2 separate regions of the Sus scrofa genome follow, and region 1 is linked to region 2. The links are chromatin contacts, called in public targeted proximity ligation maps. All regions are on one chromosome and are shown on one strand. The core of a region is the stretch at or near the end of the contact, and the rest is flanking DNA. Distances in the headings are between cores, read along the strand shown. Region 1 holds the start of KDM8 (lysine-specific demethylase 8). Region 2 holds the start of IL21R (interleukin-21 receptor).

Region 1 (6,066 bases), core at 3,075-5,574, 190 kb before region 2:
CCTGGCCCAAGATAGTTAAGATGCATAGCAAAGGAATAATTTCATTGAGCCCAGACTCTTGTATCTTCCCAAACATAACCAAGCACTAAAATCATTAACTCGAGACTGTACCATGGCCACAGGAACACAGAGCCATGTCTGTGACCTATGCTGCAGCTCAAGGCAACGCTGGATCCTTAACCCACTGATCGAGGCCAGGGATGGAACCTGCATCCTCACACAACATGTCCAGTTCTTTTTTTTAATTTTTTTTTATTTTTGTCTTTTTGTCTTTTTGCCTTTTCTAGGGCCGCTCCCACGGCATATGGAGGCTCCCAGGCTAGGGGTCAAATCAGAGCTGTAGCTGCCAGCCTACACCAGAGCCACAGCAACGCGGGATCCAAGCCACGTCTGCAACCTACACCACAGCTCACGGCAATGCCGGATCCTTAACCCGCTGAGCAAGGCCAGGGATCGAAACTGCAACCTCATGGTTCCTAGTCGGATTTGTTAACCACTGAGCCACGACGGGAACTCCAACATGTCCGGTTCTTAACCCACTGAGCTGCATGGGAACTCCTCCTGGGGATGATAATTAAAACAATAGCTATCTCCATTTTAATATTTTTAAAGTCCCTTAGGAGGGCTGGGTGCCTAGTAAATGTTTAAAAAATATTTGTGACTCTCACTTTCTGGGGAGATCCTTGAGGGCTGGTGAAGTTTATTTAGTGTGTTTTTCATGCTGGAAAGATGTTACCGGAATCCGGGTTCTTGTTCACTCAGCTGAAGAATGAACTTTGTGAACACACAGAGCAAAAGTCTTTATTACGGGAAAGCAAACAGCTCCCAGAACAGCTGGTAGGGAAAGAAGAGCCCCTCTCTCTATTGTCTTATGAGGGTTGTTACCCCTTAAAGTTGGGGGGGGTACCAACGTGGGGTCCAGAAAGATGTGGTTTTCTCCCATTGGCCTTGGCCAGTTACCTGTATCAGTCCTTGTCCAATAGGGGTCTTGGGGGTGGAAATGTCCCATGAGTCTCATGGTTTCTTTGCCCTTCTCTTCCTGTAGACTGAGTCACAGGGGGATGGGGATTCAAGTCCATCTGGGCATAGGTACCCTCCCTACAGTAAACAAGGCCTGTGGGGATATTACTCCCTGGAGGCCTTAAGCCACAAATGTACATCGGTGACTCTAACAAAGAATGCATTGAAGCCCCTGCTCCTACATGGACTCCCTGAGTTATTACCCTGCCTCATTTTCTTTGGTGCTAACACGGGAGCCAATATCCATGATTTTTGAACTGTCCTTGAGCAAGCTTCGGTCTCCTTGTCCGTTAATAAACCACAGCAATCTCTGCCTCACGGAGTTGTTGTGAAAATTACATAATTTTGAGGAGTCTAAGGCGCCCAGACAATGCCTGGCACATCCCTTGTAACCAGTGACAGATTCTCTCTCTCTCTCTTTTTTTTTTTTTTTTTTGGTCTTTTCTAGGGCTGCACCCGAGGCATATGGAGGTTCCCAGGCTAGAGGTCCAATCAGAGCTGTCGCTGCCTACACCACAGCCACAGCCACACCGGATCTGAGCCAAGTCTGCCACCTACACCACAGGTCGGATCCTTAACCCACTGAGGGAAGCCAGGGATAGAACCTGCAACCTCATGGTTCCTAGTCGGGTTCATTATCCACTGAGCCACAGTGGGAACTCCCAGACTCTCTCTCTAGACTTTGCCCTTGGGTTGTGTCTTTGGTCTGTTTAGTCTAGTTTTAGCAAAAATTCTGCTGGGTCAGGAGGGACCCCCTTCTCCTCTCTATCAAATTCCTTATCCTACACCCCTGATAGCTCATCACCCCGGCCTGCCTTCTGAAAAAAAAAAAAAAAAAAATCCCGTGAGGTTTGCTGGACCAGAATTCCCCTTGCTGCTGATGCTGCCTCTTAATAATTTTCCATCCACTGACCCAGACCCTGCTCCGTGATTATGGTGCCAAAATTCAGCCTTTGTCCAGTGGTGCTGAATAGAAACATGGAGATTTGGAATTCCTGTCGTGGCTCAGTGATTAACAGACCCGACTAGGATCGGACAATGAGGACGTGGGTTCCATCCCTGGCCTCACTCAGTGGGTTAAGGATCTGGCGTTGCCGTGAGCTGTGGTGTAGGTTGCAGACATGGCTCAGATCCTGTGTTGATGTGGCTGTGGCGTAGGCTGGCAGCTAGAGCTCCGATTGGACCCCTAGCCTGGGAAGCTCCATGTGCAGTGGGTGTGGCTCTAAATAGACCAAAAAAAAAAAAAAAAAAAGGGAGAGAGAAATAAAAAAGAAACATGGAGACAGGTTTTTGGGTGAAGGAGAAAAAAAATAGCTAAAACTATATATTGCTTTGCCAGGCAAAGTAGGCCACAGCAGGCTAATGCCCTAAAGACTGCATTGGGAGAGAAGAGGAAGTAGTTTTATAGTTTGGGAGTAGAAAACAGGGCCACAGATAGAGATCAGGGTAGGTGCAACTTCAAAGTTGATGTTTAGTGGGACTAGTTTTGATGGGCGTCCTTTTTTTTTTTTTTTTTTTTGTCTTTTGTCTTTTTAGGGCTGCACCAGTGGCACCCGGAGGTTCCCAGGCTAGGGGTCCAATCGGAGCTATAGCCACCGGCCTACACCACAGCCACAGCAACATGGGATCTGAGCTGTGTCTGTGACCCACACCACAGCTCATGGCAATGCCAGATCCTTAACCCACTGAGCAAGGCCAGGGATTGAACCCAAAACCTCGTGGTTCCTAGTCAGATTCCTTTCTGCTGCACAACCAAGTGGGCGGTAGGGGTGTGTGGGGGTGGGGACAACTCATGGGCTTCCTCTCTTGTTTTCACTTTTTGGGAGTTTAGTTCTGCATAAGATATTGTTATATATATTTCTTTCTTTTTTTTTTTCTGCCTTTTTTACAGCTGTACCCACGGCATGTAGAAGTTCCCAGGCTAGCGGTCAAATTGGAGCTGTAGCCCCCAGCCTACACCACAGCAATGAGGGATCTAAGCAGTGTCTGCAACCCACACCACAGCTCATGGCAACGCTGGATCCTTAACCCACTGAGCAAGGCCAGGAATCGAATCCGAATCCTCATGGATCCTAGCCGGGTTTGTTAACCACTGAGTCAGGAAAGGACTCCCTGTTATGTATACTTCTTGAAGAGGAACCAGGACCCTACCCAAGGCTGCACTGTTCTTTCTTAGACAGCTCCTTGTCTCTGAATCCCTTCCCCTCCCCATTACAACTGTTTGAACCTGCCCTTTGGGATTCAGGGAAGGCCACGGAGGCTGAAGCTTATCCCCTAAAAACAAGAAATGGGGCACACAGAAAGGCTTGTGCCCAGGAGCCCCACAGGGCCCTGCTCAAGTTCAGGTACAAATCTCTTGTCCCTGCTGTATTCAGAGCTGTGCCCCAACTCCTCTCCCCTACTGCAATCAATGCCCACCCTTCCCATTACAGCCATTCCCCTAAATAAAGCCTGCCTTATCTTAACGAATGTCACAAATAATATTTTCTTTGGAGTTCCCGTTGTGGCGCAGTGGTTAATGAATCCAACTAGGAACCATGAGGTTGCTGGTTTGATCCCTGGCCTTGCTCCATGGGTTTAGGATCCGGCGTTGCCTTGAGCTGTGGGGTAGGTCTCAGACGCTGCTCGGATCCCGCGTTGCTGTGGCTCTGGCGGAGGCAGGTGGCTATAGCTCCGATTAGATCCCTAGCCTGGGAACCTCCATGTGCCGCGGGAGTGGCTCAAGAAAATACAAAAAGACATAATAATAATAATATTTTCTTTAACACCAGTAAATGAATTTTCTTCTCCTTTCTACTCAGGTGCCAAAATCAGTATATGCAGAACTTCCGGTTGACTCTGATCAATGCTTCAAAAAGCCTGGTCCATTGGGAAACATGCTTAAAACCGAAACCCCCAGGGACGCCCACACCACTCAGCATCAAGGCAGCAGGGGGAGAAGTGAAGATCCCGACACTCTCACACACACACACCCCCGCCACTCGTACTGAAACCTTGGTCCTCCTCACTCTCACAGGCCACGGATGCAGCACTTCGGAGGTTCAAATTCAGGATCTGCGACTTCCCCAAAGCACAAGCATTTGGCTGGTCACTTTATTTCACTGAACCTCGGCATACCTCTTTGTAAAACGAAGAGAATAATCCTAGTTGTATGATTCTAGACAAAACGGTGGATATGAAGTTACTATGCACACAAAGTAATCGTAGTTGTTGCAGAGGAAATCACAGGTGTTAACCACAGGGAAAGTGAAACCAAGGAAGGGAAGAGCCCAACCCTAAGCTGTTGCCCCGCCCTCCGGCCTTTTAAACGGGGAGGGGCGGGGGCATCGATCGCTCGGCTCTCCTCTAGGCACTCCTTGGTGATCAATCGAGCTGGGAGTGATCGATATTCCTGGGGCAAGCTTCTTACACGGCGAGAGCCAGAGTATTCGGCCCGAAAGGACAAGCCGCCGGCCCCGGGGCAACTGGACACCATTCAAACTCGAGACAGGTGAGGTTGAGCAACTCGAGAAGGGCGGGCAGCTCTGACTTCTTAGAAGCTGAGGGGAAGGGTTGGGAGGGGAGGACGGCGCAGGCGTCATGTGAAGAAGCGAAGGAGGAAAGAACAGTCTCGCGCTTGCGCTTTGGAAAGCCCGGGGCGGCCCTTCAAAGCCGCGAAACTGAGCGGGGTGGGGGGGCTGTTGAGGAGGGAAGGATAGAGGCAGCGCATGCGTCCTGAGAACGCAGTTTAGCGGTTCTCTAATTCTCCAGCGCTGCCGGGGACGGGAAGAAAGGCTCCGCGCGTGCGTGGTGCTCTTCTTTCGCCAGTCATTTCGTTTTGCGCACGCCTGAGGCCAGACTGTTGTGCGCCTGCGCAGTTCTTGGTGCCGCGTTAATTGCGCCGCTTCTGCTATTTTTACCTGGTGTTGATACCGCTGTTGGTACTGGTGTGTGGTACCAACGCATACCGGTGTGTGTTTCTCCCTGGTTAGTAGCCGTTTACCATTGGTCTGGAGCTCAGCCCACTGAACACTCTTGAGCCATCGGGCCTCGAACGTGGACCGCAAAGTGAAGCCGCGGGGAGAGGCGCCAGGGAGGGAAAGGATGTGGAACCTCGCGGTGGAGGGTCGGTGGGGATACGTAGAGCTCGCCCAACCCGTTGGCCCTGGGGAATTCGGTGAGGCCTTTGCCTTCTGGAGGAAAGTGGTGTCTAACTTGATAGAGATTAACTCTGAGCATCAGTATCGCGTTGTGCCCCAGGGAATCCAGTAAAGATAAGTTACCGTGCTCAGCAGGGTTAGAGCAAGTCCAGGGACAGGAGGTGAGCCGGTGTTGGGGCCACATCGATGGCCTGAGCCCAAGCCTGTCTGCACTTTACAAAACTGGGCAGCCTGTTTCCTTAAAGTCAGATAGAGGCTGATGTATTATGGAAGGCGCTTTAGTTTTAAAGACAATTTAGGAGGAATATGGGATGACTGTGGTGGGGCTTTCTAGGCTTTATTTTATTTATTTATTTACTTATTTGTCTTTTTGCCTTTTATAGGGCCGCTCCTGCGGCATATGGAGGTTCCCAGGCTAGGGGTCGAATCAGAGCTATAGCCGCTGGCCTTCGCCAGAGCCCACAGCAACACGGGATCCCAGCTGCTTCTGCAGCCTACCCCACAGCGCACGGCAACGCCGGATCCTTAACCCACGGAGCGAGGCCAGGGATCGAACTTGCATCCTCATGGTTCCTAGTCAGATTCGTTAACCACTACGCCATGACGGGAACTTCTAGGCTTTATTTTATAACCGACAGGAAGCCACTTGGGCTGTTGACTAACAGCCAACTAAAGCCAGTTTGTATAGCTCAATCTGGATGTGGAATTTATGAAGCCAGGACCCAAGCGGGCTGCTCTATACAGTGTATACATGGCTCCTTTGTATTTTGACATGACTAACAAGAAACCTGTTGTGAAGTTCACCTTAGGCTGATTTATAAAGTCAAAACAACCTTTGTCTGATCCCCTTTTCAAGAAAATTATTTCATATGCCAGCAAACAGGCGTTTATGTCAGAAGCCAAGATA
Region 2 (6,291 bases), core at 1,633-4,132:
TAGCACCTGCAACATCTCACCCAGTCCCGAAGTCATGGCCCAGAGCACTCTTTGGAAAATGTAAATTGGATTAAGCCACGCCTTGGAGGACATTTCCGATGACAGACCCTAGGAACCACATCTACCTTCCACGCCACACCCCTCCCCATCCTGCAAGGTCCCGGGTGGTGTGCAGGATGTGGGACTTCCGTGACCCTGTCTCCTAGCATTCCTTGCTGGCTCACTCCATTCCCCACACTGTTCTCAACTTCCACACTCCTTCTCGCCTCAGTGCCTTTGCACCTGCAGGTCCTTCTGCCTAAAATATTTCCTCTGTGGCTGGGGTATGTCTTACCATCCAGGATGCCCATCTCTGTCACTACCTAGACCTCTCCTCAGTTTTTTTCTGATTGTACAATTTGCATTTGGTTTGTCCATTGCTTCTTGATGTCTGTGTCTCCCACCAGAATCGCGGTTCTGTGAAGGCTATTGCTTGTCTGTATTTCCATGAGGTATCCCCAGGCCAGAGCCAAGGGCATGTTCAGTGCTGGTGGGTAGAAGGCAGGAAGGAGAGAATGGATGACTGGAGGGGGTGGGTGGATAGAAGGACCGATGAATGGGCACGTGGTTGAGTGGGTGAGCAGAGAGAAGAAGGGGAGGGAGGAAGGCAGGCAGCTGAGGGGAGGAGGGACTGCACATCCTTGGGTTAACATACATGTAGAAGCGGTATAGCAGGTGATCAAGAATGTCAACTCAGGAGTTCCCATCGTGGCTCAGCAGAAACAAATCCGACTAGGAACCATGAGGTTTCGGGTTCGATCCCTGGCCTCGCTCTGTGGGTGAAGGATCCGGTGTTGCTGTGAGCTGTGGTGTAGGTCGCAAACACAGCTTGGATCTGGCGTTGCCATGGCTCTGGTGTAGGCTGGCGGCTGCAGCTCTGATTAGACCCCTAGCCTGGGAAGCTCCCTATGCCGCAAGTGCAGCTCTAAAAAAAAAAAAAAAAAGTAAACTCAGGAGCCTGAACGACCGAAGTTCAAATCCCAACTCTGCCACTCCCCAACTGTGTGACCTTGGACAAGGCACTGAACCTCTCTGAGCCTCTGTTTTCCTTTCTGTAAAATCAAGATGAAAGTGATGATGGGCCAAGCAGCGTTCTTTGAGCTATCCTGAGGCTAACGTGAGCTGATGCATTTTTCGAGTCCTTAAAATTCTGGCACAGAGTCAGCACCCCCCAAACACACATTTTAGCTCAGTTTTTTCACTAATTCCTTCTTCTGATCTTTTGACCACATCTCAGAAAATTCACCCTGGAGATGAAGAGAAAGGCTGTAGTCACTTATGATGGAGCCTGATAATGGGAGAAAAAAGAATGTATATATTTATGGGTGACTGGGTCCCCTTGCTGTGTACTAGAAAGTTGAAAGAACACTGTAAACCAGCTATAACGGGAAAAAAAAAAAGTCATTTGAAATAAAAATAAATAAATAAAGAAGCATACACACAGAACATGGTTTGCATGTGTGACATCCATAAAAAAAAAAAGAGAGAGAGAGAGGGAGAAAAGCTGGCTTTCTCCCAAGATTTAGGCTCCAGAGAACAGGAGATATTTCAGTCTTGAGGAAGAGTCAAACACCCTTCAAATCGGCCGCAGGGGAATTTGTACTCAGGTCCTCAAAAACAACTAGCAAAAGAGGGAAAAAAAAATGATAGAAGAAATAAATAACAAAATGCTTTCTCTTTTTTCTCTTGGCGCGATCGTGTGGCTTAGCTGCAAACTATTTCCCAAAAATGAATTGGGGGGGGGAAGATGTTTCGGGTGTTTGAGTGGACCTGTGCCATCCAAACAGCACCAAACGGCCCGTATCTACCCTGGTAACACATCAAGGGTGCAACATTTGGGCCCGTTTCCATCGTCAGGGGCAGGCTGAGTAATCAGATTCCACCGGGGTTCAAATTCCAGCTATGACACTTCTTCACTAGTGTGACATGTCCTCAATAGCCCTCCTGAGCCTTGGTTTCTTCCAGTGGAAACTAGGAATCCTCTTCTTTGCCTCAGGGGGTTTGTGCAACAAATGAGATCACCTAGGCAAGACAGTGATGGTGGTGTTTGTGGTGGCACGGCTCTCCTGCTTGTCTTTGGAGGCTGCTGGGTGTGAACTTGTTGAATTTTGTCCCCAAGTCTCTTAAACATTTGCTGGAGACGTCTGATCCTCTCATGGGCCCTTGGCTCGTTAGCTGGACGAAGTTACCCTCGTGGATTTCTTTTCTCCATTTTCTTCCTGAGTTCCCATGTGTTGATGGCCAGGTGTTCCCATCTGTCATAGGGGCAAAAGGAGGCATTAGAGGGTCATGCGACACGCCCAAGGAATTGTCTTCTCAGGGCCACAGAGCATGGCAGCAGGAAGCCGGATTCTAAGGAAACAGGGCCAGGGAGTCTGGGAGGGGTTCCCAGTTGCAGACCCCGGCGGGACCAGGCACGCAGCCTGCAGGCGAGAAGCGGGCCAGTTGGCAACATCCAGCAGAGGGGCTGTGGAGGGGAGAGGGCCACCGCCTCTCCAAAGGACCCTGGGGCAGGGCTCTGAGCTGCGAGTTGGGCTCTCAGGACCCCCGCGGCCTCTGGAGTCTGGTTAGGCCACCTCTGCACCCTTGGAGCCTCAGTTTCCACATCTGTGCCCTGCGGTGGCTCACGGCCGCCCTGCTGGCTTAAAGGTCAAGGCTGCAGGGCCTGTAGGGGTGATGTCACCCGTCCACAGGAGGCAGACGTCACCCGGGTAGCACCAGATAGATTTCAAGCAGACGACCTTTTTGGCGAGCCGCGGGCTTTGCCCTGGGGCCGTGCCCCCTCCCACCTCTTTCTCACTCCGGGGGGGCGGGGAGGAGCCGGCCGCTCTGTGGGCGGGGCCTGCGGGGAGCCGCTCACCACATCCTCCTCCTCTAGCTCCCCGCCCTGCGCACGTCGTGGGGCTGGGATGGCAGGCGCCGCCTCTGGCAGACCCACAGCCGTCTCCCCGCGGAGTGACCCGGGGGCTCGGGGACAGACTGTCTGCCTGCTTCTCGCTGAGTGACTGACAGCCAGACAGCTGTCTATCTGCCTGTCTGCTCCTCTGTCTGCCGGCCTGACCAGCCCTTGGCTGCTGTCTGTCCATCCCCGGAGCCGCGGATCGGTCCCTGCCCCACAATCGCTGTCTTCTGTCCCGGGGTGACCTCGCTGGGATGTGACGGATGGTTGCCTCTGCGTGGCCCGCCTGCCCGGAGCCCAGCTGCCGGCTGTCTGGTTGACCGGTCGTGTGCGGTCGGGGTTAGTGCCTCGGGGCAGGCTGTGGCTTCCCACTCCAGACCCCTGCTTGTCCTCCCAGCACCCCATTTCCCGTTCCCACGCGGGGTCGCCTGGGAGCCCCCTGGATCGCCTGGAACACAGAGAATGGATTTCTGAGGAAGAAGTGGAACTACAGGTAACTCATTTCCAGCCACCTCGTGGCCGGGGGGCACCCTCTCTGCCCAGGAGGACCGGAGGGGGTCCGTGCCCTCATCACAGCAGGGGACAACGAGGTCAGCAGAGTTGGGCTGGAGTCTCCTGTTCAGCCTAGCTCAGGACGACTGGAATGCCTTTTGTGGGTCTGCAGGTGGCCCCAGGGACATGAAGGCAAGGCATGGCTGAGATGGCCCCCTGAGCTTATGAAAACCTGCCTCCCAAAGGCAGGGGCTGGGGAGGGAAGGCTGGTTCCAGACCGAACATGATGTGACAGTCTCCGTGGTTCTGGGCAGCTGAGCCCTGGGGAGGTGGAGGGGGGTGGGCATGACCTTGACTGGGGTCAGTTTGAGAGAGGTTTGGCATGGACTTTGTGCCAGGCTCTGTGTTTTTATCTCCTCTGTGTTGTTTAAATCCTTTACGATGGATTGATGTGCCCATTTCACAGATTAAAAACGGAGACTCTGAGAGGTAGAGTGATTTTCCCAAAGTGACTCAACCAGTGCGTCGCAGGGTGGGCAGGTGACATTGAGGCTGGTCCTGCCCCCCCAACCCCCGATGCTGTCGCCTCACCTTTCTCATGAAAACACAAGGGGATGGGCCGAGGGTGAGGGGCAAAAGGGGTTCAGTGTGTGTGGAGGAGAGGGGAGGAAGGAGACGACCTAGGGAGGCTGAGCCTTGAAGGATGGGTTGAATTTTGACTTGTGAAAAATGGCAGGGGGAGGGGGCAGGGAAGAAACAGACACACTCCTGGCAGAGGAAGGGGTGCCAGGAGGGGAATTTAGGATGCAGAGGACCCAGGCAAGGGGGCATTAAAGTCAGGGGCTGCTCCTTAAAGGGCATCTGCATTCCCCTGGGGGAAAGTGTAGGGGTTTTACAAGCACATGATAGACTGGGGAAAGCCTGGTGGCTTCAAAGTCCAGCCATGCGGCTGGGTGAACTTGGGCAAGTTTCTCTGCTTCTTCTAGCCTCATGGCGCCTCAGTTTTCTCATCTGTGAAAGGGGGAGAATGGCAGTTCCATTCTGGTTGTGAAGATTCGAGGACATGAAAATATAAAAGCTGTTGGCAGGGGGCCTGCCTAGGAAGGGAATTTGCATCCTGGGGAGCTCAGAGCCCGTGGAGGAGGGAGGCCAGTTTCCAAGAGTGGTGGAAGGTACTGGAACGCACTCGGAAACCTGTGGTTCTGCCTCCCTCAGCCCCCTGGGTTCTGATCCTCCCAGCACCAGCGCTCAGCACGTGACAGGCACGTGAAGCTCTCCCATCACCCTCACAACACCAGGTGAGGCTGGTGGCTTCATTCAGCCCATTTCACAGATGAGGAGACTGATGCACGGCGGGAAGAAGCTTGTCCCAGGTTGGCTGTGACTGTAACATGCAGAGCTGGGTTTGGAATCCCCAAGGTGACAACCTATTGGACAGGATAACACAAAAGCAAGAGTCATAGCCCAGGGGCATCTTCTGAGAGGGGAAGTTGGACCAAAGGGGCCGGGCAGACCCCAGAGGGGGAGCGCCGATCACCCGTTTCCCATGGTGGGTTCAGCAGAAGACCTGGTCCTGCCCGCCCCACACCTGGCAGGGAGTCTGGATCCTTACAACCCTGCAGTGGAAGAAACTAAGAGCCTTTATGTTGGGAGGTAGCCTGGAGAGGAGAGCAAGAGGAAGGATGTACCCAGGTACTGCAGGCTCCCACCTGCCCAGCAAGGAAGAGAAGGGGGTTGGAGCCCAAAGAGGCTTGTGGATGGAAGAAGAGGACTTGTTGGAGGAGGGGACCAGTTGAAGAGAAGATGAAACGAGGAAAGCAGGTCCCCAGAAGCTTTGGTAGGGACCAGCTTCTCCTCAGCATCAAGACCACCCAGGTGCCTGATAAATAAATGAACGAAAGAAAAGAAGGAAGGAAGGAAGGGCAGCCTTCTTCCCAGCCAGGGAGCTGGAGCCTTCAGAACTGCCAGGCCAGGTTGATGGCTCTGGCTTCTCCCCACGGCTGGGAGGTCTCCGTAGTCAGGCGGGGGGCACTGGATCTGGGTCACCAACACATTAGTGATTGTGATTTGGGGCTTTGGCAATAGCCAGACCTGGATTTGAATACCAGCTCCATCATTTGGTACCTGTGTGACCTGGAGTAAGTCACCTAACCTCTCTGAACCTTCAGGGTCAGAATCTGTTTATCTGGAAGTAAGAACGCCTATCTCGGTTTGCTGTGAGGTTTTATAGATGTGCATTTATTGAGCACTGTCCTAGGTCCTGGGGATTTGGTGGTGCACGGACAGAGCCGGTGAAGTTATAAGGGGGAAATAGCTTAGCTGTGGCTCCGAGAAAGAGTAGCTAGTATGTTTTCCTTTAAATATCATTGATAAAAATCGTTTCGTTATTACCCCAAATAGCTGGTGTAGCTTCTGGCATACACTCAGCCCTCCATAAATGGTAATTCTTATGATGGTACTACTTCCCCCTTTCTCAGATGGGGAAACTGAGGCTCCGAGAGAGGTGGGGGTTTTCTAGGGCCACCCAGGGGGTCATTTTTGAGCAAAGCTATGAAGAAAGAGGAACAGACACTTCCTTGGGGGGGTCTTCTCCCACCATCATAGCCCCTTCCTCACACGCTTCTTCCTGCTCTCTGCTGCACCCCATCTCTGAGGGGTGGGGGGCGGAGGAAGGGGAGCCCCACCCCCACCTCATGGCTCACAGGTGCCACCGCCCCCACTCCTTGCTCTGGCGACCGGCCAAAGGGACTTTTTAATGACAGCTCAAATGAGAGCTCTGAGTAAACTTGGAACTTGTGAAACAACCTGAGAATATTCCCCGGGGTGTGGGCAGAGGCCCCTCTGAGGGCCCCCAAATGGCC

The links.
Region 1: a targeted proximity ligation map of skeletal muscle shows a contact between it and region 2. A contact is called at or near these places in 2 of 2 datasets of targeted methods (alveolar macrophages and skeletal muscle).

What each region holds. Positions count from the first base shown.
Region 1 is chr3:19,674,465-19,680,530 of Sscrofa11.1, reverse strand. KDM8 (lysine-specific demethylase 8) reads left to right here and starts at 4,324. Exons shown (of 10, transcript XM_021086445.1): 1 at 4,324-4,510.
Region 2 is chr3:19,485,792-19,492,082 of Sscrofa11.1, reverse strand. It overlaps IL21R (interleukin-21 receptor), which reads left to right and starts at 2,882. Exons shown (of 9, transcript XM_021086442.1): 1 at 2,882-3,431.